Linked DNA regions of Columba livia: region 2 is linked to region 1. Evidence: chromatin contacts called from public Hi-C data. All regions are on one chromosome and are shown on one strand. The core of a region is the stretch at or near the end of the contact, and the rest is flanking DNA. Distances in the headings are between cores, read along the strand shown. Region 1 holds the start of FNDC1 (fibronectin type III domain containing 1). Region 2 has its middle 16 kb from the start of SOD2.

Evidence for each region. A called contact is a pair of places that touch in the nucleus more often than the background predicts.
Region 2: a Hi-C map of crop shows a contact between it and region 1, with 4 times the contacts expected there. The contact joins the enhancer-like site here to the promoter of FNDC1 in region 1. A contact is called at or near these places in 2 of 2 Hi-C or Micro-C datasets (crop and liver).

What each region holds. Positions count from the first base shown.
Region 1 is chr3:70,519,012-70,522,134 of bColLiv1.pat.W.v2, reverse strand. FNDC1 (fibronectin type III domain containing 1) reads right to left here and starts at 1,516. Exons shown (of 20, transcript XM_065057538.1): 1 at 1,284-1,516. The coding sequence starts at 1,371.
Region 2 is chr3:70,748,270-70,751,594 of bColLiv1.pat.W.v2, reverse strand. No RefSeq gene overlaps it. Among named protein-coding and RNA genes, the nearest start is that of SOD2, 16 kb to the left of the region's middle. Within about 2 kb of position 1,369, at least 1 of the 3 cell types and tissues checked has an H3K27ac peak away from gene starts, as active enhancers do.

The sequences.
Region 1 (3,123 bases), core at 267-2,766:
CACCCTGCAAGCCACACACCTTCAGCAGCCCACAAAGAGAGGGTTGTACAGAATCTTCAAACCAGGCTTGAAGATATTTCCCTTGTTCCAGGTCAAGGAGATCTTTCCAGTGTGTGTAGCTGCACACTAAAATGCACCAGGAGTCATGGGTGACATTAGGTCCTGCTCAGCCCTGAACTGCTGAGATGCTGATTTGGGCTCAAGATGGGGCAGCCACCTCACTAAGAGCTAGGGAGCAGGTGTCCCCATACCGCCCTGGCCACTGTAAATCCAGCAGTTAAAATGTGGTGCTGAAATGTCCTTCTATATCTGCCCCTAGCCGTGCTCTGGTGCAAAGACCTTGTGGGCACAAACCGAGACAGGGACTCAGCATTGCCTGTGATGCAAACAATGCTGTCCACGCAGGAAAGGATGGGGAAGATCAGCCACCCCACGCGACCTCCAGAGCAGCTTAAACCAGAGACTGCGAGGCCGGGGAATCCTGCCAGCAGCCCCAGCCTCGCCCAGGCTGATCTAGGGTCCAATTCAAAGGACTCCGAGGACGAGAATGAAGAGGGATCTCGCCTGACTTAAAAAGAGATGCTCAGCGCGGGGGCTGCCTCCTGTCAACCCCGTCAAACGAGTGAGCGGGGCTCTTCAGCCGACCCCAAACGGGATGAAGGGACCGGGACCTGGTGCCGGCGGGAATAAGGCACAGGCGGGCTAAAGGCAAGAAGGAAGCAGCCCTCCGTTGCCCCCGCCTCACGTTTGGCCGGAACCGTCCTTGCGGGCTGCAGCCCCGCGCTGCCCCAAGCGCAGCCGAGCCGCAGCCGGCTGACCTGAGAAGGTCTCGATGTCCGGGAGCCGTGGGGGTCCCCAGACCCTCGGTGCTGGGTTCGGCCCGGCTCTGCAGATACACACAGCCCCCCGCTCGGGTTTCCCATCTCAGCCTGCGGCAGAGAAGCGCTGAAGCGGCCGGTCTGCCCACCCCGGCACCGGCGGAGGGACCGGCACAAACACGGGCAGCAGCAGGTGCCTCTGCAGGCAGCGGCCCGGCTTGGCAAGGAGGGGTGTCCCACCGCGATGCCGCCCCGGCTCCCCCAAGTACCCGGTCGCCCGTCACCGCAGCGTCTCGAAGCAACCCCTCGCCCCGCGGCACAACTCCCCGCCACGCTCCCACCCCACGGAGGCGAGCCGGGCACGCCGGGTGCAGGGGCCGGCAGCCGCACGCGTGGGCCAGCAGACGCTCACCCACACGGGCGCAGAGCGGGGCACCTCCGGGGGCGCCCGGGGCGGCTGCCTACCTGGGGCGGCGGCGGGCAGCAGGACGGCGAGGAGCAGCAGGGCGGCCCAGGGCCGAGGCGGGGCGCGGGGTGCGGCGAGCCCCGCCATGGGGCCGGGGGTAGCGGGGCGCGGGCGGCAGGAGCGGCGGGGCGCGGAACTGCCGCCCGCCCGGCGTCCGTCTCCGCGGGGCTGCCCCGCTGCTTCCAGCGCGCCCCGCCGTCTCCTCCTCCCGGGCTGCCGGGAGACTGCAGCGGGGCGGCCCCGCGGAGGCGGGCGCCGGCCCTCCGCCCCCCGCGGCACCCCGCCGCCCCGGCCCCGGCCCGCCCGGCACCCGCTGCCCGCCCCGACCCAGCCCGCGGCCCGGCACACCCGCCCGGCCCCGCCCCGTCCCGGCCCGGCCGGCCGTCCCAGCATCATCCGCTTCCCCTGCGTGCACTCACCTGGCTCCTCCAGAAAACTTCTCCTCGGGGAGATCCCGAGCTCTGAGCCTGTCCCTCAGAACCCAGGGGAGCTTCAGCTGGCCCACGCGTGTTACCCACGCACCATGTTCAATTTATCTTGTCCCCTGTGGCACTGAGCTCTGCCAGCTGAGGTGGATATTCAGTCCTGTGCAGGCACAGCGTTCACATCAATGAACGACTGTACAGAACTTTCTGCACAAGGTTATCTTTCCTTCTTCATATCATCCTTTGTTCTTTCTGAACTTCCACCCCACAGCTGGCCAGGGTTTTTGTTTCAGTCTTCTTGCACTGGAGAGAAGTCATTTTAGATCTACAAGGCACTTCCCACTCAGACTTGTTTGTTTCTTCTGCCATCTCCCCACCCCACATCCCACAGCCCCATCTGTTTTTTGAGGAATTTCAGAAATATACCCCTATTTTCATAAAAAATAATAATGCATCTTCTGCTGCATGTTGCAGAAACTAAGCAAAAAAAAAAAAAAAAAAAAAAAAAAAAGGAGTGGTGTTGGAAGGCTCTGTGTGGCACACGGAGCCAAACCTGACACCTGCTCATCCATACTGTGTATGTGGCAGAACTGCACCTTGTTTTGTTTCAGAGCAAGGTGATCACTGTGTACCCCAGTCAAGAGAGATTTAAGCAGCTATTAAGCTGCTGAAATTTAAGCAGCTATTCACAAGGTGGGGACCACAGCCCAGCAGCGATGTGGGGAGCCAAATTACAAGATGGCATAGGTACAGCATGACAAGCAAAGGGGGCTGGCCACAGCCCTTAGCTCTAGGGGTGTCCAAAAGACTGTCTTTCATGACTCCTGGAATATTTCCTCCCAAAACCTGACTGTCAGAGCCTGGGAGAGGCTTTTAAAAACAAAGCAGCATATTAAAAAGAAGGAATATCTAGATGACAGGGTTTCAGACAGCTCAAGGTAAGGCACATCCGTAATATCACACATTCAATGTATTGTTACCTGTTGCAGCCTGTTGGCTTGGCATTGAAACAAACAACATTGGTAACTTGCTCCTCACTTTTCACTGTTCTCCTCATTGCACCAAATGCTGCCTCTGTTCCTTGAGCATCGGTGCTTCATCATTCCCCTTCAGCTTCAGTTCTCCCCTTCCTGAGGGGCCTTCTCAAGGATGGGATCCACTGTGCAACAGTGGTAGTCGTGCAGAGGGGTATTGAGCTTAGCTAACCCTGCACATTAAATGTCACCTGCGCCCTGAGTGCAACTTTTAGAAGCTTCATCTGGATTATGAATTAAGGACTGACTTGAACACTGACCAGTTAACTACATATGCAGTTCTCATGTGGGAAAGCAACTATTCCTGAGAGAAGGTAAATTCCACTAGCAAGGCATGGCAGCTAGTGGGAAATAATGAAAACAACACCCAAACCGAGAGA
Region 2 (3,325 bases), core at 120-2,619, 230 kb before region 1:
AGCATTTTGGGGTCAGCAAGGTAGTGTTTCAGAAAGCTCTCCTTCTCTGTGTATCTCTGTATCTGTCTTCAGAATAAATGCTTTGTTGGGATATTTCCAGCCACTCTTGGCCCTCCAGAAGAACTGTGTTGAGTAAGAGGCTGTAGGGAGGAGGGGAGATGCAGCCTGTCAAAGGATGCATCCTCGGACTGTCTTCGACTTCTCCTTCCCATAAAAGATGTGCACAAACCTGGCCAGCCTGCCAGGAGAAGAGCTCAACTTGTGGGTCCTTTGAGTGTTTGAGTTAATTTCTCAAGATGCTGAGAGAAACTTGTGTCAGAATCAGTTTACCCTTCCATCTGGGCTCCCCCCCCCCAACTTAAGATTTCAGGCCATTTCAAAAGACCTTGGTTTTAGTTACAGTAAGATACACTGTTATTTACAGGGAAGAAGTGCTCATGAATTTCTACTTGTTTATTTTTCTCATGACAGAATAAGGATCACGAAACTAAAACTCTCACCTGAATTTTTTCGGGATGGAGGAACATTATTTATGAGGCTTATGTGTAGGGCTTGGTGCTTGTTTGCATAACTAAATAAAATGGGAACAATCAACTGGAATTAGCCTGTCTGAGGGTCAAAAGCTCCAGTGGGGATTTTTCCCGTGCCTTCATGAGATACAGGTCAGCTAAAAGCAGTTCAGAGACAGAACTGCTGTTTTTCTGTATTATCTAGCTGAGAATTGGAGTTGTTCCTGGATTTTGTTTCATCTTAAACATAAGTTGCAGCAGTTAAGTGGTGATTGTTGTCCATCTGCTGATATTCATTGCTGTCCTAATGCATTCTCTCCAGCTGGTGTGGGACTGCACAACACACATTGTGTGTGTGAGTGTTGAACCCATGTTTCGTACAGGAGAAAGCACAGGATATTAAATGGAACAAAATGTTTTTGTTCCAGATGTAGCTGTCTGGCGTAGACACTGTGGGACGGATACAGGTGTGGGTTGGTGCTCAGGGTTCAACCCTGAAACTGGTCCTTGAAAGTAACGTCTGCATATATTGATTCTGGGCTGACTTGCCTGACTTGTCTCTCCAGTGAGCTCTGATGTCAGCTTCATTAGAAATTAGCATGTTTCTACGACCTCAGAGAAGTATTTGAGGAGCTAGCTCATGCTGGATGTAGGAATATCCCACCAAAGTCCTCTTTCCTTTGCCTGAGCCCTTTGCATCAGCAGCCAGTGTCTCACAGCAGTGCAATGATTTTCCCGATGTACTTGTTACTCCAAATCCCAAAGAGCTCACTGCAGGGCAGCTTTGCATGGGTAGAAAAGAGCAGAGCTGTCCATGGCCAGCTGAAAACCTGTCCCCATGTGCTGCACCCAGGAGCCACCTGCAGAGGCATTTTGTGGGCTGCACCCCTGGGCTGGTCCTGGCATCCAGGCAGTGACATGGAGAAGTCCTAGTCCAGCTGCTACTCGCAGCTTCTTGCAGAGTGTGAGCTGGACCTGACAGCTGAAAATCCTAGTCGTGCTGGATTCTTAGGGATTACCATTTTGAAGGGACTAGTATGTCTATGTGTTTAAATATGCAAATGTGATCATGAGTTTCTTTCTGTGTGTGTTGTTCTGTTAAACTCTTCTGGGTGTTTGGAGAAAAATGGCAGAAAAATCATCTGGTTATGCTCACTCCTGCAATCCAACATCTGGCTGCCAGACTGGAGAGGCTGTGTAATCTCTGCTCATATGGTTTCCATGCTTTGGTTCCCTACTATGACTGAGCACTGGAGAGAAACTTCCCCCTCACGGCAGAGTGCAAGCTGGGCCTCTGTTGGAAGGACAGGAGGCATCCACCATTAGACCTTTTTATGTGGAAGTGTTGCCAGGTTAGTCCAAGTGGCAGTATGTGTGTGTGGTTCTCATACCGCTTCACCGCTAAAGCCTTGGCCTTAAAAACCTGTTGCTTGGTCTGGAAATGCTCGTGCAGTTACCTGGATGTACCATAGAGGTGAAATGCTAGTCCTGCAATGTGAATGCCATAAAAAATGAAGGCTTCCTGTTAGCCTTTCAACTGAAATTCAGGAAAAACATTTTTATTTCCCCCACCCTAACTCCTAAGGAAATGAGACCTTGTGTCTTACCTCCCTTGATTTATTTCTGGATGAAAGAAAATGGGTGGGACAACAGCACCATTCACACAAGGAGGGGGGAGGCAGGTGCTGCAGCTTTGCCTCCGTGCTCTGGGTGGGCAGTTCGGACACCCCTTCAAAATGCAGGAGAGCAGCACTGAATTCTTCCTCTGCTGACGTACCCTGCCTGCCCCACCAGCAGCATTTTGGAGGTGATGAATTCTGCAATGCTGGTTAGCTGGGGTAGTCAGGCAGAGGTGGCCCCCTCCAGCCCAGTGCCTGAGATTCCCACCTAAAAGGGAGACTGGAGTTCTAAAAAATGGTACAGGCAGTATTCTGACTGCTCAAGGGGAGCTGTCTGCCCTCGTCACGGTCTCGTTCCACTAATTGAGCTCCACATCCTCTTTCTGGCTCTAAGCGCTTGGTGACTTTGGGTAAACTGACAAGACATTCTGAATCAGTCAACACCCCATATTCAGTAAAGAAGTTATTTGCTTCTCCCAGTCGTGCCCAAAGCATTTTCCAGCTCCAGGAAATGATTTTCTATTGGGCGGAAATGGCAACAGGAATGAAATAAATTTGTTGACTGAGTCAAAGAACATGTAATGGCAGCTAAACAAGAACTCTGATTTACTGATTTTCGTCATGATCAAATTTAGTCTTCATCATCTACAGATATTTGGGCTGTGAAGTGTTTTTTTTTTTTTTTTTTAAAGGAATTTACAATGAATTTGTTCATCTCAAGACAGAATGACTGCCTTGGTGGCGCTTGGCAGTGACATTTGGGTTATAGGAACTTGAGCACAAAACTAAATATAGCGTAAAATTAAATATAGCACCAAGTAGAAATCAGCAATTTGAAAAACAAGGGGAAAAGGAAGAACTACTGGTAAAACTGCAAATCAAAAGGAGAGTATTATTGGAAAGTCACAGCATCAGTATTTTATATTAGTTTTTCCAGGGAAAAACAAAAAAGAGATGATAGAATGGTAATTGGGATAATTGCTTTCTTTTTTAAAGCAACACGACCTCAGATTCTCTTGGAGAAATTATCAGTTTTTATCCCTCACCTTGACCAGAAATACAAATGCAGCAGAAGGGGCAGAAAGAGAGCCTGTTTTCTGTCTCTTGTACTGATATGTATGGTATTCTTGACAATGGTGAGAAACTTGTAGACATTTTCTGGAGGAAAAAACCAAACCAAAACCAAACCAACACACA